Regions from separate parts of the Mus musculus genome. Here all the other regions are linked to region 1. A link is a contact called in public Hi-C, Micro-C, capture Hi-C and promoter capture Hi-C data. All regions are on one chromosome and are shown on one strand. The core of a region is the stretch at or near the end of the contact, and the rest is flanking DNA. Distances in the headings are between cores, read along the strand shown.

Region 1 (3,663 bases), core at 673-3,172:
CCGAGGTTTTGTTGGAAAGTAAAAGAGGAAAAAAAAATTAAAATTAAAAAGTGTGTGTGTGTGTGTGTGTGTACATACATGGCAAGAAAACAACATAATGTCCTTCAGAGATGCTTGAACAGAAAACTGTGCGGCAACCAGGAAAGGTGGAGAAGGCATAGCACTTTCATCTGCCTCTAGCTGGAGAGTGACACCTGGTGCCCACAGATACAAAAGGGAGTTGACAAAGAAGATAACTCCACAAGGAAGAAGCCTGGGCCTTTCCTTGGTCAAAGTTGGGATGGGGGAGGAATGTGAGAAGAATGAGTCTATCCATGAGAAATGAACACTGCAGGCGTGTGCTTTCCAAAATGATGGATTGGCAACACTCCAGTGCTGCCCAGTTCCCTCCTCTTGTAACCAGTAGGCCTTGGAGAAAAGTCATTCCTTGGGATGGTCAGAGAAGTGGTAGAACAAAGGAGTAAGAACTGAAAGGGGCCAAGAAGAGCAGCTGAAGTTAACAGCCTGGAGTTCATGGTGGGAGGGGAAGGAGGGCAAAAAGCTGTTTAGCTTCTAGCTATAGCCAGAAGAGAGCTTGCATGTGTGGGCGAGAGAATGCACATGGGGGTTGGGGGGAGTATAATGTAAAGAAGGATTTGATCAAAGCACTAAAGTTTCAGAGGTGAACTAAATCACACACTGACAAAATTACTGACTCAATCAAATGAGGCATGAGGCAGTTCCCCCTAGTCCCCTGGGAGGCCAGGCATTTAAAGAAAAAATGGCTTTAGTATAGATATATACAAGGGCAACTGTGGTGATGGCCATAAAAAGAAGTTACATAACTCGGCAATTAAGAGAGACCTAAGTAAAACTGTGAAGGTAAGGTGTGAGGTGGCCTCTCTGACAAAGTGTCACTCTAAAAGATTAATGAGATTTGATCAAGGTCAAAAGCAGAGTTAGCATCTCGAAATGAGATAATGAATAAAGGCTGGAACTCAGTGAGAACTTTGTAACCAAAATTCAAGAGCTGATTATAGTATTGCTCGCTGTGTAAATCTTTCAGTCGTTCCAGAAACATCTAAAAGTTACAAAGCTAGGAAACCAGACTTGTGACTTGGGTTTTCTACGGCCACAACCAAGCTGGATTAGGGTCTGGAGAGTTATCTGTACATAAGTACGGTGTTGAAGCGAGAAGGGACAAGTTACACGGGTCCGGGGGCGGGGGGTGGGGGGGTATGCTCTTAAATTATATTTCACTGAAATGGCTCTCAAAAAGTTTAAGGATGCGTGACAACAGCAGGACCCAATTAATGCTCGTAAAAGACCAGTTTTGGATAACAGAGAAATAGCAGTGCAGTGCTAATAGGATGAAGTCAGGAGGAAAAAGACGAGAGGGCTCGGAAGAGAAGGACAGCGGTGAAGATGACACCGCGAAGGGTACCGGGTTACAGCACTTACAGCTCTGTCCCTCCCACTCAACTTTGCATCTTACGGAAGGCGCCGGGTATGCACCACCCTGACTCTCCCTCTCAAGGACACCATCATCGTCATCCAGACCCACCAGAGCCCTGTAGGCCCTGCACGCCGGGCCCCATTCACAAACCCAGAAGCAAATGCAAGGGGCTGGTCCGCGCCCCCACTGCCCCGTGCCCTCCGCTCAGGTGAGAGCCGGCGCCACACGTCACTTCCGGTTTCAGGTGCGCCTGCCGGAAGATATCCGGCCCACGGGCGAAGCCGCGGCTCGCTCGGACGGGCTCCGCCGCAGAAGGCTAGACGCCCACGGCGCGGGGCCACAGCCTCATGGAGAGCCCGAGGCGCAAGTACTCTCACCCGGCCTTCTGTCCGGCTGCCGAACACTCACCCAGAACCACGCGGCTGCCCAAACGAATTCTTCGTCGCTACCGCCGCGACGGAGCGTTGAGACAAACCTTAGCGCATGCGCCCTAGGCCTGTGCTAAGCACCGCCTCTGGGGGCGGGCAGGACCAACGGCGCCTGCGCCTTGCTGAGCCGTTTGTAAGCAAGGGTTTGCCACGTGCGTTGACCAAAGGGAGCCGCGCGTGGCCTTTGTCCTGGGCTAGGTTGGACTGTGTGGTCAGTCTGTAGCCATTTGAGCGGCTTGTATCATTCTTGACAAATGTTATCTAGTTTTATGAATTAAAAGATATTAATAAGTTATTTCTCCGTCACCACCGGTGAAATAAGCCAATTTAAACCAGATTATACTAAAGGCAGGTTTATTGGAAGGCGGTTGTCTGTCGAGTTCACTGGCCCCAAGGGTTGAAGTCGCCATTGTGGGGGTGGGGGTCGTGTATGCGTAGAGAGAGAAGGAGAGAGCAAAATGCCTGGATTTTTTTGGGAGGAACCTCTGAGGGAAGGGCAGCCCAGGCCCTGGGCTGGGAAGTTCAGGGTTATGGGGCAGGGTATGCCAGGTAGGGACTGAGACATGGTATGCCAGGTACGGACTGAAGGATGCTGGGAAAACCTGGAGGCTTTGATATGTAAAATACGCATCTCAGTCCCTTGTCCCTGGGTCTGAAACCAAACTTTCTTTCTTTTCTTTTTTTTTTTTTTTTAAATTTGGTTTTTCGAGACAGGGTTTCTCTGTATAGCCCTGGCTGTCCTGGAACTCACTTTGTAGACCAGGCTAGCCTCGAACTCAGAAATCATTTTTAGAGAAAGAAAAGGGAGTCTGCCAATGAGTGACTAGCTAAAGGTGCTCAAATCCTTTGCTTTGACATCCTCACCTCACCGCCTTAGTCATCTGGCACATCTTAAAACCGAAGAGGAAAACGTACCTTTATGACCGCTCACCAACACCACCCCAAGACCTGGGCAGAGCACCTGAGTGCATGTACAACATGCAGGTCTACAACAGATGGCTTAACTACATTAAGTCACTTAATACTTGTTAACTAATATTAACTATCTAAGCCAAGTAGTAACATTCTTTACCCAACCAAGAATCCTGGAGGTGGTCTCGCTTAGGTGAGAATTTACAAAGAAAAAGCCCAGTTTCCCAAGAGGTAGCTGAATTAAACTGGGAACTAATTAGCCCAGAAATGCCAAGAATAGAGAAGGTGGAATTGTCAGGGTCCTTGGCACGAAGTCCAGTGTAAAGGCACAAAACTTTGGGGGGCAGTAGTGAGAGGCTCCTCACTGCCATCCCCAGCAACCCGCCAGTTTATGAAGCAGAGTCAAAAGATTTCATTAAAGACATTTTAATCAGGGCTTAAGCTCAAAGGTTAAGGAAAGGAGGGGCTCTGCGAAGCAAGTGAAACACACATATATTCGTGCTTCTCAGAGAGCCACGACTGTCATAGCATTAGCCAAATAAATATTACATCTCAAGAGATTGCTAAGAATTCTCTGCACACACCACCCCTCCTATTATCCTTCTCCTAGTAAATCAGATTATAAGGTAACTCTGGAGATACCTTGGGTAGAAGTAAAACCAGGCTTGAGCTGACCAGGTGGCCACCAAACCTCAGGACCTGAATCCTGTCTTCAGGACCCACATGGTAGAAGGAGAGAACCAACTCCCACACCTTGTCCTCTGAACTCCAGGCATGAACATTATCTCTGTTCTCCTTCTCCTGGTCTACTCCTCAAGCTTATAAAGCTAAATTATAAAACCCCTGCCTGTGCCTAGAGGGATGGGATCATTTCCCCTGGCAGTGGTC
Region 2 (3,663 bases), core at 575-3,074, 430 kb after region 1:
CACTTCTAGAGATCCTGAGTTCAATTCCCAGCAACCACATGGCCAGAAAAGGGTGGCCCGGAACTGGAGTTATAGACATAACTAACTTCAATATAGGTGCTAGGAATTTAACGTCGGTCTTCAGGAAGAGCAGCAGTGATATTAACTGATGAACCAGCTCTTCAGCCTTTTGTGTGTTTGCTTTTTAAATAAAAGACCTAAGAACTTATACACACTACGAGCCTCGTGTGGCCGGTAGCCTCCCCAATATGGAGCTCACCAACTTGTCGGCCCCTGCGCTCCAGAGATCCACCTGTTTCTGCCCCTGCTTGCATCAATGCTGGGGTTACAGATCGATATACTTGCCAGGCCATTCCCTACCAACAACTGCATCCATTTCTGCGCATTCAAGAATGGCTCATAAGAACTAAAGATCATCTGAACTAAAGACAGACACTTGGAAATCAGTTTTCTTCCTGTGTCCCAGAGGTTACCTGGGAAGTATTTATACCCATAAAGATAGAAGGCTTTCACTGCATTTCTCTTCTGCCCAGACAGGCTACAGCTAACCTGCAACAGGCTACAAAGATCTCCTAATTGCTATTTAGATCTTCAATTATGTTAAAAAAAAAAAAAAAAAAAGGAATGGAGATCTTTGAAACAACCTTCCATACACTTAAGTTCTGGGTTTTTTCCTCCCAAAGGCTTCTCTGCCCATAGGTTTTCACACTTCAAAAAGGCTTCAAAATATAGTGTCCTTTAAACATGCACAAAATTGGTAATTTATGCACACAACTGTACATACTTAAACACTGTTACAGAAATGTAAACTACATAAGTCATACATGACTGCTGAACTATTCATTCTCGTGCAAAAGAATGTTAGATTCCAAAGGATCTACTCTCAGAAGAGGATGTAAGAACCAAAGAATGTAATTTTCCAACCCCCAGAGCTCTTCAAGTCAAACTGGAATCCAGTTCTGCCATACTACTTTTCACTACACTGCACTCCTCCAGTGAGATGAGTAACTGCTTAGCACTACTCCAAAGTCCCTGGTTGTAACCGGAACAAGCCCAGCACGGCTCTCGGAACAACGTGCTTCTCAAAGAAGAGGCTGCACGCTGACGAAAATACCAGGAACACCATTCCTTTTACCGAGAACTAAAGTTCACATAAATAATTTGTTCCTGGGCTTTAGAGACAGCTAGGCTCATCGTTATGGCCTAGGTATGCAATCTTGGGCAAGATGCCCAGTCTCTAAATCTATGTTAAAGATGAATAAAATGGATTTTTGAACCTCAAGATCAAGTTTAACATATAGGTTGCCCACTAAAAACCCCAATAATTAAAAGCTACTGTGCCCACCACTGCAGTGAATATTTAAAATATGGCTAGAACTCGCCCCTGTCTTGCAGATCTTGGTTCTCTACAACACAACCGGGGTATCAGAAAGTGGCTGGGGTGAGAGAGGCAGTGATGTACCTGCAGGCAAGAACTCATAACAGGCCAAGAGTCACTCAGAGTTCAAGGTCGCCTGAAACGCAATTGCAGGAGCGCTGTGGGCCGAGAACTGGAGAGGACGCTGTGTGGCTCCCTGAGCCTCAATGATTCCCCCTTTCAAGAGGGCGTAGCCTCCGCCAATTCTTTTAATGTCCTCTGAAGTCAGCTATGGAGGACAAGACTCCACCTGCATAGAAAACTCGTTTATATCCCAAGCCCAAACTCCCCGGGCCCCGGACTGACGTAACCGCCATGAGAGGGAGCCCTTCACACTATTGGTCGCTGGCACCCAGTGGACGGAGAACTGCGCAACGCTGCTGCGCAGGAAGCACCATCTTTCCGGCGCTATCTCCATGGCGACCGCGACCGGGTCACCCTTTTGGCCGCGGCGGTAGAAGTTACGTCATCGCCTGTGCGTCCGGAAGTGACTGTTCCTGCGCCAGGGTGGACCGGGAAGACCGGGCCTTACCCTGCCTGGGCGCAGGTAGGCAAGCTGATGCGGTGCCGACCGGGTGACCATGGCGGTGTTTCACGACGAGGTGGAGATCGAGGACTTTCAATATGACGAGGACTCGGAGACATATTTCTACCCTTGCCCCTGTGGGGATAACTTTGCCATCACCAAGGTACTCTAAAGGGCCCGCCGGCGATCCCTCGAGCTTGCGCATTGTCGCTTCCGGTGTCCCTGGGAAGGCTCAGTTACCCACGTGTTCTTCCGAACCCCCGCCCCTAAAGTAGTAACCTAGGCTGTCTAGCATACAGGGTCGGGTTAAGGGCGCTGTTCTCCGTAGTCCCGCCCCTAAGTGTTTTTCTTTTTTTTCTATTTTTTTTTCCCCTGGGAGCTTCTTTGAAGAAGGGAACTTGATTTTGTACCCCAGGGTTTTGGAGGCGATCGAACCAATCTAATCTCCCTGTTTTTTTTTCCTAGATGACACTTGGGAGGAAAGTTCTTTGTGTTGTTACCCAACTAAAGACTTGCCCATAGACATAGGAGAGATTTATGGGAAGTTGACGAAAGGCTATGCTGACCATATGTTGTTTGATTGCGTTGTAGGAAGATTTGGAAAATGGAGAAGATGTGGCCACGTGTCCTAGCTGCTCACTCATTATAAAAGTGATTTATGACAAAGTAAGGGATATGTTAAAGGGGATGGGTGGTGTGAGCTAATGACAAGGGCCTAAAGGAGCCTGTCTGATAGAAAAGGGCGGAAGAGTGTTGGGTGTTGGTTTGTTTTTTGAGACAGGGACCTTAAGTAGCCCTGGCTATACTGGAACTCATGATGTGAACCAGGCTGGCCTTGAATTCACAGAGATCTGCCTTTTATGTAACTTATGATCACTTTGGAAAGGGCAATAAAGAAATTGCTTTGTAATGAAAATTGATGACTTAATCAGGAATGAAAAATTATGGTTATTTTAATTGATGTTCTTCCTTTTGACATTTCTCTTGTATTTAATATTTAGTTTGTTCAGAGCTCTAGGATATTTTTAGAAGATTGCATTTTATTGCTTGCCTAGCTTATGTACAGAATCTACCTTGTTTGAGATATAGTTCCTAGATGTAATGTTACAGTTCCATGTTCCTTTGTATCCATTAGGAATGGCAATAGAAAAGGGGTAAATATCTTTACTTCCCACCCAAAGCTCAGTTAGTGCTTTGGAGTCTAAGTACAGAATGTAACAGTCTAGAGGATAAATTCTAAAATGACTATAGGGTAAGTTGGACCAAAGCACAGAACTTTGTGGGAGAAGCAGGTGTTAATTTAGACAATAATAGAAATGTAATGATTCATTCTTATTTTAAAATGGTTTATGGAGCAAAGAACAATGGACAGACTAGGGACTGACTCCTTGGGAATCACACTGTAGAGGATGTGTAGTAACTGGGAAAGTTTTTGTGGTAGCTGGCATAAACCAGCATGAAAGATCAGAGTGTGAACTTCATTTACAAGTAGTTACTGTTGCAGGTATATGTTGGGAAACACACAAAGGCATTCTTTTTATTACTCATTTTGAAGAGGTTACATATTTGAATGACCAGATATTGATCTGAAATATAAAAACTTGATAGTTGTGATGTGTTTATTTCTGGGAACTGGTTGCTCCCTAGCTAAGATATTTATGAGACACTGCATATTAACTAATGACCTCAGGGCTAAACTTCAGTATACTTTTAGATTCTG
Region 3 (3,663 bases), core at 406-2,905, 340 kb before region 1:
CACTGCTTTGTAGCATCATGGGCTGCTGAGGAGGGGCAATAAGCAGGGAGGCCTCCAAACCTAGCCCACCAGTTATCCACTGTGAGTCATCACCTATAACTACCTCCAGGTCAGGGCAAATACTGCCTTGTTTTGTGACAGAGGAAGAAACACGCTCAAGTGAACTTCAGGCCAAATGTAGTTCTAAGGCAATTAGATGTATCTCCCCAGTGTATCCTCATTAGCTGCTAATTCTCATTTTACAGCCAAGATGGAGGTCCAGAGAAGCTGAACAACTTGCTCAAGCTCACACAGCGCATAGCAGAGATGAAATTCAAAACTACGGGATCTGACTTCAAAGACGACTGGTAGTCACTGCTCTGAACCACAGCTTGGCTTTTAATAAGTACTTGAACTGATAGTTTTCTTTTCTGCGAGATGAATGGTGGGACTGGGTGACCAATAAGCTCCCACTCTACCCCTAAATGAAGGCCGAAGACTGTGCAGGCCCTGAGAGTGGGTTTATACGTGAAGTATGTTGGCCTTTCCCTTGCAGATGGAGGTCAGGAGCCATAGGGGAAGCATCTGGTGGAGTGAATGACAGACCCAGGTGAAGGATGATAAGCAGGAGCTACAGGGTGACCCTGGGTACATCCAGGTTGGAATCTAAAGGGTTCAAATTTTCATACCTGTCCCTCTCGTTCTTTGTTTTTAAAATGGGGCTAAAACTGCGCTGTCCTTAGAGGTTGGTGGACTGATAAACTGAGCCAATGTTTTACGCAGTATTTGGATTGATAAAACCTTGATGTTCTTACTTTGAAACACCACTGTGATTAAATGAGATAGTGTACACCTCTTGCTGGTAGTCACCTGGGAAGGGAGAGTCACTAATATACCTTTTGCTGGGGACGGAGCGAAAGAGGTTCTTCAACCGCTGTAAGTGGGAGCCATAAAACTGTGCAAGCCAACAGAGGTGGCCCCCAAAGAAGTGTGTTTGTGGGAAAGGATTCTGATGGATGACACCCTGTCTAACCAGATTTGACCATCTCAGAAGACTCACTAGTAAATCCTCAGTGCCCAGTAGGCTGGGAAGATCCGGTCGCTCCTGACCTCATTTCGGAGCGTCTCCAAAGATAGTTAAAGGAAAGTTGGTGCTGGCAGCAGCTGCGGGTCTCGACTACTACGAAAGACAGAAAGAAGGCGCCGACTTGGGGCTCTGATCGGGCTGGCTTCGCCCTGAGCTCCGCGGCCTGCGACTCAGAAGGGACCAGGAGCTGTCCCGAGAGCAGGTCCCCATCGCGGGACACGGGCAGGACTAGGGACCGGAGGAGACCTGAGTCGGCGCCGCCGTTGCGCCGCCAGGATCGCGGGGTACGAGTGAGTCTCCAGGACCCCATGTAACCCTGGCCTCCCCTCCCGCTCGAGCCCCGGCCTCCCGCGCAGCCGCCCGCCGCGCCGCGCTTACCCGGGGCCGGACCCAGCAGCACGGCCGCCGCCAGCGCTAGGAGCCGCAGCCGCATCTTCCCGCCGCCTCCGCCCGGCGCTGTGACCCGGGAGAGCGCCGCCGCCCGCCGGGCCCGGCCCGCCCCTCGGCCTCCAGCCACAGTTCGGGCCAGCGCTGCTGGGTCTCTGGGTCTACGCCGAGCTGGAGGAGCGGCCTCTCCATCCACTAACTGGGCCAGCCCACGGTGTCCCCTTTCACCACGCCCACGTCTCAGATGAGAAAACTGAGGTGACCCTGGAGATTCACGTTGTACAGAGCTAAGGCGTCCAGGAGGACGTTGTAACGTTGGACGTTGTCCAGGAGACCTTTAGCTCTCCTTGTTCCAAACCCAATTATTCCTAAGAAGGATCCAGAAACTTAGGTACTGGGTTCATCTACAAACCCTGAGCCTGGACAGCACACACACCAGGCATTCCCATCGAGAAGGCTCACAGCAGCTGAGAAACAACTTTCCACTGCTGCCTTGAACTTGGAGAAGGAGATGGGGGCTGGGTGAGGATCCCTGGAAAGTTAAAGGGTTCCCACAGAAGAGTTCAACTTTCCAGGTGAGAGCCTAGAATGTCTGTCATCTCCACGTGCCTCTGAGTCTTCCATCAGTTGCTCTGCTGCAAAGAAATGGTCCCACCCTTGCTACGTTGTTTACCAAATCAGGCTAAAGTTTGACACCCAATGCCTGGTGGTGAACATCAGCAGTCATTTTGTGCTTTATTTGGGGTTCCTTTGTGTGTGTCCAGGATGGGGGTTGGGGGTTCAGAAAACACCACCAGTCAAGTAGAACTTTGTTAAAAGTGGTCCTTGGGGGTGGGCAGGTGGATGAGCAAGGGGGAGGGAGGGTGGGATAGGGGTTTCTGGAGGGGAAACTTGGAAAGGGGATAACATTTGAAATGTAAATAAATAAAATATCCATTTTTTTAAAGTGGTCCTTGGAAGTGGGAGGAGGAGGAGTGGGAAGAGGAGCAAGGGGAAGAGGAAGAGAGAGAGGAGGCAGAAGAGGAGAAACAGAAGTCCCACATCCTTCCACTTCAAGGGCCTGAGGAAGATGGGGAGGGGTGGAGCAAAGCAAGAGAGGTCCTGCCAGGGGGTACTGACCCAGCCAATGGCTACCGACTCCGGGGCAGCTTCAGGGTGGACTGTCCACTCTTTCTGGTTATGTCAGTGGGCTTTGCCCTCTGGGACCTGATCCCAGGGAGAGCCTTCCATGCAGCACAGCTTCCTAGGGACTGGACTTAGCACCAGGAAAGCCAGGATGGAAACAGCAGCTTCCTCAGAAAGCCAGGCCTGCGGAAGCTGAGCTGCTGGGTCAGGCACCAGGGCAAGAAGTAAGGCGACATGAGTGTCATCCCAACTACAAAGAAGGTGGAGGTTTGTTAGTGTAGTCAACTTAACAAGACCTTTTCTACTTTGAATCCCTCCCGGTCAAAGGGTGGTGATGGTGCAGTGCTTGCACCATCAGTAATAAACACATACACATACACACGCACACACACAAAGCAGGGGGACAGAGTTTATGGTCAAACTGAGTCCTACAGTCCAAGAATGCAAACATCCTTCCAAGACGTCCATAAAACAGCACAGAAACTACTCTGCAGGCATGAATAAGTCAGTGACATATTTGATTCCTTCTGTGAGGCCCCAGGTTGAATAAACTGAGGTTCAAAGTGGACCCAAAACATGTCCAGGTTTCTATGGACACGTGGGTTTTTTTTTCTTTGTATGCTCTCTCGAGTGTGCGTGCGTGTGTGTATGTGTGTGTGCGCGTGTGCGTGCGTGTGTGTGTGTGTGTGTGTGTGTGTGTGTGTGTGTGTGCACGTGTGTGTGTGCACGTGTGTGTGTGCACGTGCGCGAGTGCCCATGCATTCATATACACAGACCAGAACATTACCATCACCTGTCAAAATAGAGCCACCAGCTGGGACCCAAGTTTCAACACTTTCCTGTGGGGGACATTTTATAGTCAAACTATAGCAATAAGTGTTACTTTGGTGCCAGGGACTCTGCAGGCTAGCTGGGTACAACAATCTGGTCCAGTCCCTAGGAGGCAGAAAAAAGAGAACCGTAGATCAAAAGGATCTCGAGCAAGGGAGTTAGAATAAATCATATAGACCTGTGAGAGGCCACCTGTATAAGTGACCAGGGGAAAATGTGCCTCTGACCATCAGTTTTCAAATACAAGATGAAGC
Region 4 (3,663 bases), core at 297-2,796, 310 kb after region 1:
ACGCATCCACTTCTGTTCACTGCTGCCTGCAGCAGGGTCTAAGTGTAAAGCATCCCCCATCTAGACCAACTCCTTTAGTCCTGAGATTTCAACCAGGTTTTCTTTTCCATTTTCCATACACCAAACATATACAGACAGTTCAAGAAAACAAGACTAACCAAGTCCTTGCCTTACCCCGCCCCTTCACACAACTGAACACTCTTTAATAGCCTCTCACTGCCCTGAAAATGTAAAATTCAAGATCCTTAGTACTGTCCACACTTACTCAGCAGAGTAGGATCACTGTCCTAATTCTCTGCAGCCCATCTCTCACCATTCCACCGTTGATTCTGCGCACCCACTGCATATCTGAAGTACCTCTTTACTTTCTTCTCCAGTACTCACAGTAAGTACCAAACCTTCTGGACTACCATAACTAACTTAAGTATACTTAATTCCTACCAAAACAATGGCTCCTTCATGAACAACAACATCCATTACTCTCTGTTACAGGTATTTGACTTGTGCTATTGTTTCTCTCTCCTCACAGATTTCAAGGTACGAAAGAAGAGACCAAGTTCCTCGTGTTCAACATCGTGTGCCAGGGACAAATACAATCCAGCAAGCTAAGGCTAACAGCTCTGCACTCTGGAAGTCAGCTCTCACTGAGTCTACTGCAACAACTTTCTTTACGATTTTTGGAGACTGAAGCGCCCTTCTGCTTCACATACACAACTAGACTTCCTTAACAGGGCAAATTCTCTATCCAAGCTGAGGAAAGTATCCCGGGGAGGTCCGGTAACTACCTGTCCAACAAAGTTTTCCACAACACACATGCCACTAGTAAAACTGTAGCGCCTCTCATTGGAGTGGCATCTAGTGATTGAACATCGGGGTCATCAGAGTGGTGGAAACAAGATCAGTTAGGAGTGACTGGAGTCTCCTGGTCCTCACACTGAAACAAGGACAAAGATTTTTTTTTTCCCACGTACCAAACGAGGTGGCGTTGCCTCTGTGCGGTCCCGCCCGCCCCGAGACGCAGGCTGGCGAGGACGGAGGGACCCTGAACTGGACGGGAGCGTCCTTGGGGTCGAGAACACGCCTCTGCCTGCCAGGGAAGCTCCGGGAGTCCGAGGCAGTCGGCGCAGAAGTTCCAGCGGCGCCCCAGCGGGGCCGCTTCGTGCAGGGCTCCCAGCCGGGGCCCGCACTCATGCTGGGACCCGCAGCACACAGTCCCCGGGCCGGCCCGGGCGGAGAGCCTCATTCACTAACCCGGACAGGGACGGACTGCGCCTCCTTCTCGGCGCGCCGCGCACCATTCCCTCTCCGCAGCGGCCCGCCTGGAGGCTGCCACTCCTCGGGCCTTCGAGCGAGACCCTCGCTGCGCAGCCGCTTGCCTCCGCTCGGCAGCAGGGAGCCCACCAGCCCCGGGACGCGCCGCTTCCACTCGGCTCGAGATCGGGCTCCGGCTCCAGGCTCACTTTCCCACCACCGGAAAGCAGCCGTCTCGCGCTTCCCACTTCCGGGCCGCACACAGCCGTAAAGCGGAAGTGCGATACTTCACGGGAGCCGGCGCCCGGAAGGTCAGCGTGGTGAAGGTGGCAGGAGCAACGCGGGTCTTCCCGCTGTTGCTTGTCGCGGCCACGGCCGAGCATACGTCCCCGGCCTGAGGTGGTGGTGGCGAGCCCACCGCCGTTTGCTGCGACCTCATGGAAGGTGGCGGAGGAAGTAGCAACAAATCCACCAGCGGGTTAGCTGGCTTCTTCGGAGCCGGAGGAGCGGGTTACTCGAACGCTGATTTGGCCGGCGTCCCGCGTGAGTATCGGGCCTCGCCTGCTCCCCTTTCTGACTCCTTCCTGGGACAGCTAGAAATGTGTAACGTTCCTGTCCCTTTTCCTGCTCGCCTTTACGAGATTCACCGCCGGTGATTGGGTTTCAAGGCTGAACGAATTTGGGGGATCGTAAATCCCCGGGAAGCTCTTTTAGTGACCTAGTTTCGAGAGGAAACACAAAATGTCCTCCTCTTTAGTGCCCCGTCCCGTCTTTTCTCGTCACACGCTTTTCTGTATGCTTGGCCCTGTTAGGAGACCCTAGTTCTAGAAATAAACATTCCAAATAACAAGCGCGCTATTAATTTTTTTTCACACGGCTTTTAAATATTTCTAAACCAGTTAGGCGAAAACATTTTTCGTTCTTTGTGCGTGTGAGAGACAATTCAGGAAATCAGAAGGAGCTGGGGAAGCAAACGAAACTTTTAAGAGATTTTTAAACAAGAAAAAAGAGCCAAATTCTGAAAGCGATATAAGCAAATTCAAAGATGCAGAGGCATGAATTCCCAGCCTGTTGGCCCTTCTCAATCACCTAAGTATGTCTTTCAGGCTTTTAATGTTTTGTAATTATGGATATTCGACTGGATAAGTAGAGCTTGGGAGTTAATGTTTAATAACACTTTACTAAAGTGTTTCTTCTTGCTAATCCTCTAAGTAAAACCTTTACACTTAAAAACATTCAGAAAGCCGTTTGATAACCCTAATGTCTGCTGTCAAAACTTGAGTCCAGGACACAATTTATGTGTATCTTAGGATATCTCAGTTGCATAACATGAAGGGCACTACTTAAGGTGAGAGAGTACACATACTACTGAGGAGAGTAACGTGAGGACACAGAAGTTAGTGATAGATGACATGGCAATTGAAATAGGACCCTGAGATGGTGGTGGTGGTGATGGGCCGTGAAGGTTGTTGGAGAACAGGTTAGAGAAAACAGCTTGGGAGTTGAAGTTAGAGCTGTGACCTGAATTTAGCAACAAGTGCTTGAGAGACAGAACAAACCTGCTGTGTTTCTTGAGAAGCTATTGGGTCAGTTTGTCTTTAGAGTTGCAAGGGAATGAACTGATACAAGATTGATTGTAAGAGTTGAGAGGCAAGCCGGGCGTGGTGGCACACGCCTTTAATCCCAGCACTCGAGAGGCAGAGGCAGGCGGATTTCTGAGTTCGAGGCCAGCCTGGCCTACAAAGTGAGCTCCAGAACAGCCAGGGCTACACAGAGAAACCCTGTCTCGAAAAACCAAAAAAAAAAAAGAGTTGAGAGGCAGGAAACAGCAACAAATACAAGCTTTTATAAGCAAGGAAGGGGGGATTAGATTTGATCTAATTGTAGATGAAAGCCATTAGGGCTGATTTCATAATTTCTACAGAGAAAGTGTGTTGAAGGGATAAGAGAAAGTAAGAAATGGTTGGTATGAGATGGGATGCTTGTGTAACAATTGGAAGTCTGAAATAACAGGACTTAAAATTGATCAATAGGCTGGGCGTGGTGGCGCACGCCTTTAATCCCAGCACTTGGGAGGCAGAGGCAGGCGGATTTCTAAGTTCAAGGACAGCCAGGGCTACACAGAGAAACCCTGTCTCGAAAAACCAAAAAAAAAAAAAAAAAAAAAAAAAAGAATTGATCAATAGAATCATGCTTAGTGCATACATTTGTGAGCAATCAACCAAGATACAAAAGGACCCCAAATAGTATATTTAAAATCTATGAACATTAATTTTTCTTGCTAGATTATTTTTTGTTTTCAAAGTTGGTAGATTTAAAGTTAACCTGAAAGTCTGTATTTTCTGTTCCATTAAGCTTCATCTCTGGGTGAAAGCAGAGAGTCTCCTTGCCGTAATAAAGAGATTCTGTTAG
Region 5 (3,663 bases), core at 816-3,315, 270 kb before region 1:
AATTCCCCATAGACACGGCCACTGACCAATCTGATCTGAGCAATCCCTTAATTGAAATTCCTCCTGTGCTGAGTAACATCCTGTTAAACGTTTTTGGGAAGCTTTTACCCTCATTATTTCTTTAGAGTAAATTCTTTGACAAGGAATTTCTGGGTCAAAAGTTGTGAACAGCTTCCTTTCCCCTCCCAATAGCCTCTGTGAAGTGGAATCAGTGAGTGTGCCTAATGCCTGGTCCTGAGCGTACACCAGGAGTCAGACACGCTGCTAAGAAACCTCTCAACCACCATACCATGGGAAGGAAGTAGGACAGATCATTAGCCTCAACTGATAGACGAGGAAACTGGCACAGAGAAGATGACTGCCTTATTTCTCTGTGCTTGCAAAAAACAGAACAAAAAGTAACATGCTGGAAGTCTAGAGCTGCCTCGCGGTCCTCTCTATGCCCTACCTTTATGTGAAAGCATTTAAGAGCAGAATGACTGGGCCCCAGAGCTTAAAAGGGCACCCAGAGATTGCAGTACCAGGATGTCTTTCCATGACACTGTGGGGACTGACTTTAGCCAGTACTTTGCACCTCAGAAGCACCAAAATATGCCACACGCTATTACTTCTCTTTGGGTTTGTCAGACGGAGCATCTTAAAAGGCTTACTGTCTGCAATTTTTCAGTGAATTGTCTGTTTATATCATTTTACTTTATTCTTCGTTTTTAAATTCGACCCCTACCCCAGATTCCCCACGATGGAGCGGCCTGTATTTCTGTCGGCCCAAAGCAGAAAGAAAGTGAGGTTAGAGACTCTGTTGGCTTCTGGCCCTTTGCCTGGCAACGATACTGAGTTTGGTTGTCCTGCGCACCCTTATTCACTGCTTGCTGGTCCCTGCGACCTCCTCATTGTCGCTGTCAGGAACCAACATCCACGAGTGGATGAGAGGGGTCTGTCGCAACATGCCAATACCAAAGACCCAGGTATTTATTGTGCTGCCCCTTCGCGGTGCGGGTGCTCGCTCGTGGATACCTGCTACGGTAATCTTGTCTGTGTACCGGATTCAGGCCACACCTGCAGACTCAAGAAACCATTAGGAGGCAGACTGCTTGCTTTTCGGTTTTGTTCAGTTTTCTGGAAAAGGCATCTTAAAGCATATGAGTGCTGCCTTCCGAAGAAGCACAGTTGACGCCAAGGGCACTTTGCGAAGTAGCCCTCCTCCCCGCAGCCGCTGCTCTCAGTGTCTCTGCGTACTTCTAGCAATCTTGTAGCTCCTCTCACTTTACCACGTTTCTTCCTCTCTATGCCTGACTTTTTATTTCTTCCCAGTCCTTGCCCACCTTACTCCCGCTTCTCTCCTTCCTTCCACCTTTCAATGCTTGGCCAAAAACAAGTGCTTTAAAACAAACAAACAAAAATGCTTCTGGGTCTACTCTATTGGCCATTCCTCTGCCCGCTCTACTCCGCACACAGTCATCACCAGGAATGGGGCAGCCCCACCAGCCTGTCTCTTCTAGGCAATTATCTTGACTTGGATCGATTAAGCTTAACTCAGTTCTCTCACAAGCCTATGAAGGGAACACTATCTTCCACTTCGTTAGGTCAGAAGCTGAAACTCAGGGTGCTCAGGGTGCCAGAAGCATGTTCCGGTTTGGGAGGAATGAAGCCACAGTTGAAGCAGACTGTCCTTTAGCCAAGCCTGGAGCTCTTCCTCTGCACCCCCCTCAGCCCTCTCCTCCCTCAGCCCAGCATGCTTGTAAGCAGCATCTAAACTGAAATGGGGATATTGCCCACTATCCCACCCAAGTCAGCAAGGCCATCTAGCCCGAGGGATGTGTCACAATTCAGAAGGAAGCCCATGGGTGTCTCATCTACAGTTTAAACTCACTGGGCTCCCAGGCTGGCAAAGGGTAACACCCACTCCATTTCTACTATCTGCCTTCACTTACCTAAGAGGAAGAGGAGGACTCTCAGTAATGGGACCCCAGAGCTCATAGTGGTGTCTGTCCTGACTCCTTGAGATGAAGCAAGTGAGCTGTCTGACCCCAGGCTCCAGGGATGGGAGCTAAGCCCCCACGTGACTGACAAGGAAGGAAGCTACAGCCACAGCCAAAGACTGTGGGTTCTTCTTGGCCCTTTGCAGGCAGGGGTGAAGGAAGTTCCTGTTATTTGGGCTCTGCCTAGTGGCGAGTGGGAGAGAGTTCATGTGTGCCCAGGAGGGTGTACCACTGGATGCTAAAGCTCGCAAGTCCTCCTCTGGCTCTCTCCCCAGATCTCCAACACTGAAGCATCACTTTGGTTTCTTGCCCAAAGACCCCTGCTGGTAGGTCTTAAAGGAGAATGCTGCCTGCTCTGGTCTGTACAGAAAGCCAGATTTTAGAGTAGCCTCTAATGCCTGGGGCTGGAACCACCTCCTCTCCCTCAACACAACTCTGTGATAAGTCATTGGTTCTTTGGAATCTGGGGAGGCCTGTTACCCTCTTCTCAGAAACCTTTCTGATGCTATTAATATCAACCAGCCCCTAAGGCATGTGAGACCTTTGTCTCTGGGCTGCAGCCTTGATGCCTGTTTTTTGTTTGTTTTTTGTCTTGTTTTGTTTTTCCCAGAGAGAGCTTATTGTGTAGACCAGGTTAGACTTAAATTCTTGATCTCTTGCTGAGGCCTTTTTCATGCAGTGATTGCAGATGTGTGCAAACAGACCCAGCTATGTAAGTGTCAGACATCCACACTCAAGTAGACAAGGTTTATAAAATAAGTCAGGAGCACTGAGACATGGATGGATATTGAAATGGTTCTTAGAAGGTTCTTCATGCTAAAGAAGTATGTCTGCTTCTTACCACACAGCAAACAACAGGATATGTTCACAGATTAAAGGGCAGGCACACACTTTCTAATGGTATTCATTCAGCTGTTTGCAAGGGTGGCGGTATGAGGGGCCAATCCCTAGCCCTATAAGGGGTTGGTCTCATGCTGCTGTGTATTCAAATACTAAATACTGGCCCCCAAGATCTGGTTGCCACCCAACGTGGAGATCCTCACATACACCAGATGATGCTATGTATCCTTGCCCTCCAAGCTAATTGGCCAATAAAATACTGTGACTGGGCAGTAGATAGAGGTAGGCGGGTTTTCAGTTACCTGGCTAGGAGTTTCAGATAAAGACAGAGAGAAGAAGAAAGGACACAGAAGGGGGAGGAAGCAGCCACAAGAGGAGAAAGACCATGAACACGTAGCCAGGAGAAACAGCAAATAACAAGGGACATATGACTGGGATGTAAATTAAATAGCTCCAAAACCTGCCCAATCTTGGCTTACAGCATGTAAATAAAATACCTGGATTGTGTGTGCTTTATATGGCTAGGAAGAGTTTATAACTCTTTTCACATGACCCCTGCTCATAGCAGTCACCACGTGATAACATCTCTGCGGTTTATGTGCCGCTCACTTCTGCACTGGTGGGAGGGAGGTGCTAGGCTTCCCTTCAAGGTCAGAGAATGCAAAAGTCATTTTTTTCCACTCAAGTTCCCAGAACTCTCGTTGGGTTGCCTCTCCCGGCTCATCGAGCTGATGTGAGGCTCCAAGTACGGTAGATAAGCAATGTTACTTTTTAAATGTTCGATCCACATAGTGACAAGTCCGGAGCCTCTAACTGAGCTGGCAGAGGGTGAGCCACCCACTGG
Region 6 (3,663 bases), core at 317-2,816, 270 kb after region 1:
ACCACCCAAGCAAAATATTCCCAATTCTAAGTCTTAGTGACATAAATCAAACGGTTCCTGAATGTATTACATTGATTTACTATTCCAAGCCCAACTTCACATTATTTTTAAATGTAAATGTCAGCTTCCTTTTAAAAAAAGATATTGTTCTGTGTGTGCACACATGTACAACTGCACAAATGTCATAGTGCATGTGTAGGGTTGGAGGACAACTTCTGGAAGCCAGGTCTTCCCACCTAGCATGGACCCAGGGGATGGAATTCAGACAGCAGGGCTATGTGACAAGCATCTTTCTTGCTGAGCCATTCCTTCAGCCCATCCTCACCATCATCAGGGCCCCCCTCCTCCTTCACATATAGCCCGGCTGCCTTAGAACTTGCTGTGTAGACCAGACTGGCCTCAAACTCAGACTCAGAGTGATGAGATGAAAGGTGTGCACCATTATGTCTTCTGCATTTCTCACTTCCTTAGAAGGAAGAGTAAGTGTGTGTGTGTGTGTGTGTGTGTGTGTGTGTGTGTGTGTGTGTGTGTGTGTGTGTGTAGTGTGGTCAATCAGGAGAAATAAGATTAAAATCTTTGTGACAATTCTCCAGTTTGGCTACACTATGCATAGCCACCCAAATAAAATGACTTATCCTATTCTTGTATCATGTAAAAATAGCAGAATTCACTGGAAATGGACATGTGAATGATATACAATCTGAGGACAGGGCCTTGAGTGTAAAGAAAGATGAAGGGCCTGAGAGGGAAGAGTGAGGCTGAGAGACATGGGCCTGGACACTGAGAGGACATGAGACAGACAGACAAGCACAGACAGACAGACAAGCAAGGAGAAAGATGGGGAACTAACAATTATCAAGTATCATCTGATTAAAACTTCCAACATCTTTTTTTCCTACTGTAGATTTTTCAAAGTTCTAAAGACATGGAGCTGTTGTGCATTTTTCAATAAGCAACATGTATACAAATTTGTACATTAAGCCAGGCCATAATAATCCTTGCTCATGTAGAGAAGACATTTACACATACATAATACATTTACACTAAATAATAATTACAAATTATTTTGAAAAGCCAACACAAAAAAGCTAGTCAGGCAATTTAACTTTGTCCTAAATAAAACATTGTGCATTGTCAAGGGAGGAAGTCAGTAAAGGGTCAGATAGTTATTAATGTGTTTTTCCTTCTATACTTACAGAGAATCATGGTTAAACAAAACCTTCCCATGAGTGGAAAACATTACTGGAATTAGATCACACACACACACACACACACACACACACACACACACACCCCTCTTTAAATTAAGACTGAACTCCACTTGCATACAGTAAATCAAGTCCAAAGCACTATAACCTCCAGTTAAAACAGAAGCAAGTGATGCTATGAAACCTGGCCAGAAAGTCCTCCTTTGAGAGGCACTCTGCCATATGGCCCCAGCAGCATTTTCAATTCAGGGAAGAGGCAGATGTAAAAGCCTCCTGGGCTGCCCACTGCTGAGACCCACAATTTATCACTGACCATCTAGTTTCCATGTGATTTCAGAAGCATCAATGCTAATCACATTGGAAGCCTTTATATAAACGTTCAGGCTGAGAAAGGCAAGCAGGGGAAAAGGTCAGAGGTATTTAACATAACTAAGCAGGCCTGGAAGAACACAACAATAAATAAAAGAAGGAAGGCTTATTCAATTTATTGACGTCAGCCTCCCACCACACACTTCTACCATTTTTCATATTCACTCAAGTAGCTAGCCTTACCTCATCTGAGACTGAATTCTAGCCTCCCCCTACCCACACCCGAATTGCCAGAAGTTGTAACTCTAAATAAAAACCAGAAAGGGAGGGAGGGAGGGAGGAGGGAAGAAGGGGGGAAGGAAAATAGTCTATAATTTGTACTTGATCTTCTAGAAGTACAGGGGAAAGGGAACTTCATTTTGCCTTTCATTTCTTCAGCATTCTCGGAGTACTCAGTTTTTGCAAGGAAGTCAGACATGAAAAGCACCCGACCTAAGCAGAAGACAGTGTTCAAGTCTCATTCTTTCTATACATGAGGTATAGGCTCCCCAAAACCTCATTCCTGCATAAACTTCCCTGCCTAGAAACTCCCACAGAGAGAAGAACGGTAGGCTATAACAGACACATCAGTGGTTAGGAACTCATTCTTGTTGTTTGTTAGATTAGGGTCATTAAAACACACCACCTCACAAGCAGAGGCAGGTACAGGGTACTCAAGAATACTATCCAGACAGGCAGAGGTAACTAAAAACTTGATCTTTGATCTCTGAACTGAATCTTGAAGGAGGAATAAAAGCCACATAGAGAGAAGGGCAGTCCAGACAGTTACAAGGTTTAAAAACAAGATAACTTCTACATAAAAGTAAGAACAAGAGATTCAGCCTGTCAGGTCTCTGTCACCCTAGTGTGCTTAACACACAGTGAGGAATACAGTTGCTGCTCACTCAGAATAAATACCACCCTATAAGCTCAATTACTGTTAGAATTTGAAAACACTCCTCACGATGTAAACTGATGGAACTAAAGAGCACATGATATAGCAAGACTACCACCCTGTTTGCCAACAATGGGATTTTAATGGAAATTCTCTTACACTGGTAACTTGTTTTTGATTGCTACTGCTCCCTTTAGAGTTGATAGTACAGAGTGTCTGTGTAACACAAACTCCAATGAGATGCCTTAGTGTTTGAGATCCCGTAATATAACTTGAGAATTAGGGTGACCTGAAAGTATTCTTATATTTAAATAGTGCCGTATTTTTCATTTGCTTTAAAAACCCGATAAATGGACCTTGGCTATGGTGGCACATATCTTTAGTCCCAGTACTCCAGAGGCAGAGGCAGGTAGATCTCTGAGTTTGAGACCAGCCTGGTCTATAGAGCAAGTTCTAGGACAGCCAGAGCTACATAGAGAAACCCTGTCTCGAAAAAAACAAAAGCCCCAAAATCCTATAAATATATTGAAATGTCTTAATTTTTTTAAAATAAAAAATTGTATCAGCTACTAATCAGCTGAATTCTACGACTTTTCTCATCTCCAGAGAGAGAGAGAGAGAGAGAGAGAGAGAGAGAGAGAGAGAGAGAGAGAGAGAAGCACTTTATAATTATAAAAGACTTAACACAAGGCCTTTAGAATTAACATTATGGTACTGTACAGAACTATTAATACACTTCTCCACTGACATACAGAGCTTAGAAATGCTACCCATATAAAATAAGTTGCATTAAAAACAATGAGAAACCTATGGCCCATATCTTAATCTCTAAATAAAAAGAATCAAGAACCCTTAAATAACAGTTGATCCGAGGGCTGGGGAATGAATAATATAAACCTAGAACATTTTATGACTCTCAAGGGAAAAAAATGTGCAAAAAGATGATGGAATTTTGTTAAAAGTATAAAAGGCCATTTCTTAATAGGCTCAATGGTCAAAGAAAACTATAAATAGCAAAATGAATGATAACTGCATTGGTTTATGATGTACAATAAAGATCATTAGTCCATTTTAACATTTTTTTTAAAAAAAAGGAGTTAAGAAACAGATCTTCCTTACAACAAATGCCAGTTAACAAACATAGAAGATAGAAAAATTACAATCGACAAGCACTAACATAATAAATGCATAAAAGATTGACCAACAGATGCT

What was found. Promoter capture Hi-C pulls out the DNA fragments that hold promoters and counts their contacts. Hi-C and Micro-C count contacts between places; a contact is called where the count stands out from the background. Capture Hi-C pulls out chosen DNA fragments and counts their contacts.
Region 2: a Micro-C map of embryonic stem cells shows a contact between it and region 1, with 4 times the contacts expected there. The contact joins the promoter of Dph3 here to the promoter of Ercc6 in region 1. A contact is called at or near these places in 1 of 39 promoter capture datasets (neutrophils), 3 of 484 Hi-C or Micro-C datasets (CD4 T cells, Th1 cells and embryonic stem cells) and 1 of 115 datasets of contacts at active chromatin or transcription factors (thymic regulatory T cells).
Region 3: a contact with region 1 is called in a promoter capture Hi-C map of liver. The contact joins the promoter of Vstm4 here to the promoter of Ercc6 in region 1. A contact is called at or near these places in 2 of 39 promoter capture datasets (embryonic stem cells and stem cell-derived epiblast-like cells) and 1 of 9 other capture datasets (liver).
Region 4: a capture Hi-C map of macrophages shows a contact between it and region 1, with 3 times the contacts expected there. The contact joins the promoter of Timm23 here to the promoter of Ercc6 in region 1. A contact is called at or near these places in 10 of 39 promoter capture datasets (the 3T3-L1 cell line, the C10 cell line, the HPC-7 cell line and 4 more), 2 of 484 Hi-C or Micro-C datasets (both in embryonic stem cells), 13 of 115 datasets of contacts at active chromatin or transcription factors (the 230-238 cell line, bone marrow-derived macrophages, craniofacial prominence and 9 more) and 4 of 9 other capture datasets (adipose tissue, embryonic stem cells, liver and 1 more).
Region 5: a Hi-C map of LSK cells shows a contact between it and region 1, with 1.9 times the contacts expected there. The contact joins the promoter of Tmem273 here to the promoter of Ercc6 in region 1. A contact is called at or near these places in 1 of 39 promoter capture datasets (the 3T3-L1 cell line) and 1 of 484 Hi-C or Micro-C datasets (LSK cells).
Region 6: a promoter capture Hi-C map of neural stem cells shows a contact between it and region 1. The contact joins the enhancer-like site here to the promoter of Ercc6 in region 1. A contact is called at or near these places in 8 of 39 promoter capture datasets (the 3T3-L1 cell line, the C10 cell line, HPC-7-derived erythroid cells and 5 more), 1 of 15 datasets of contacts at CTCF or cohesin (the NIH/3T3 cell line), 1 of 115 datasets of contacts at active chromatin or transcription factors (a beta-TC-6 cell line) and 1 of 9 other capture datasets (adipose tissue).

What each region holds. Positions count from the first base shown.
Region 1 is chr14:32,511,780-32,515,442 of GRCm38.p6, reverse strand. Ercc6 (excision repair cross-complementing rodent repair deficiency, complementation group 6) reads right to left here and starts at 1,922. Exons shown (of 21, transcript NM_001081221.2): 1 at 1,844-1,922.
Region 2 is chr14:32,083,853-32,087,515 of GRCm38.p6, reverse strand. It overlaps Dph3 (diphthamine biosynthesis 3), which reads left to right and starts at 1,824. Exons shown (of 3, transcript NM_172254.4): 1 at 1,824-2,106; 2 at 2,535-2,609. The coding sequence starts at 1,999. It overlaps Oxnad1 (oxidoreductase NAD-binding domain containing 1), which reads right to left and starts at 1,788. Exons shown (of 8, transcript NM_145460.2): 1 at 1,463-1,788.
Region 3 is chr14:32,854,748-32,858,410 of GRCm38.p6, reverse strand. It overlaps Vstm4 (V-set and transmembrane domain containing 4), which reads right to left and starts at 1,655. Exons shown (of 8, transcript NM_178791.5): 1 at 1,445-1,655. The coding sequence starts at 1,499.
Region 4 is chr14:32,199,774-32,203,436 of GRCm38.p6, reverse strand. Timm23 (translocase of inner mitochondrial membrane 23) reads left to right here and starts at 1,546. Exons shown (of 7, transcript NM_016897.3): 1 at 1,546-1,794. The coding sequence starts at 1,689. It overlaps Parg (poly (ADP-ribose) glycohydrolase), which reads right to left and starts at 1,466. Exons shown (of 18, transcript NM_011960.3): 1 at 972-1,466. The coding sequence starts at 1,191.
Region 5 is chr14:32,784,365-32,788,027 of GRCm38.p6, reverse strand. Tmem273 (transmembrane protein 273) reads right to left here and starts at 2,065. Exons shown (of 5, transcript NM_001163616.1): 1 at 1,932-2,065. The coding sequence starts at 1,977.
Region 6 is chr14:32,244,149-32,247,811 of GRCm38.p6, reverse strand. All of the region lies in intron 9 of Parg (poly (ADP-ribose) glycohydrolase), which reads right to left. Among named protein-coding and RNA genes, the nearest start is that of Parg, 44 kb to the right of the region's middle. Within about 2 kb of position 1,566, at least 10 of the 459 cell types and tissues checked have an H3K27ac peak or open chromatin away from gene starts, as enhancers often do. A contact at or near this core is called in neural stem cells, where this site is marked.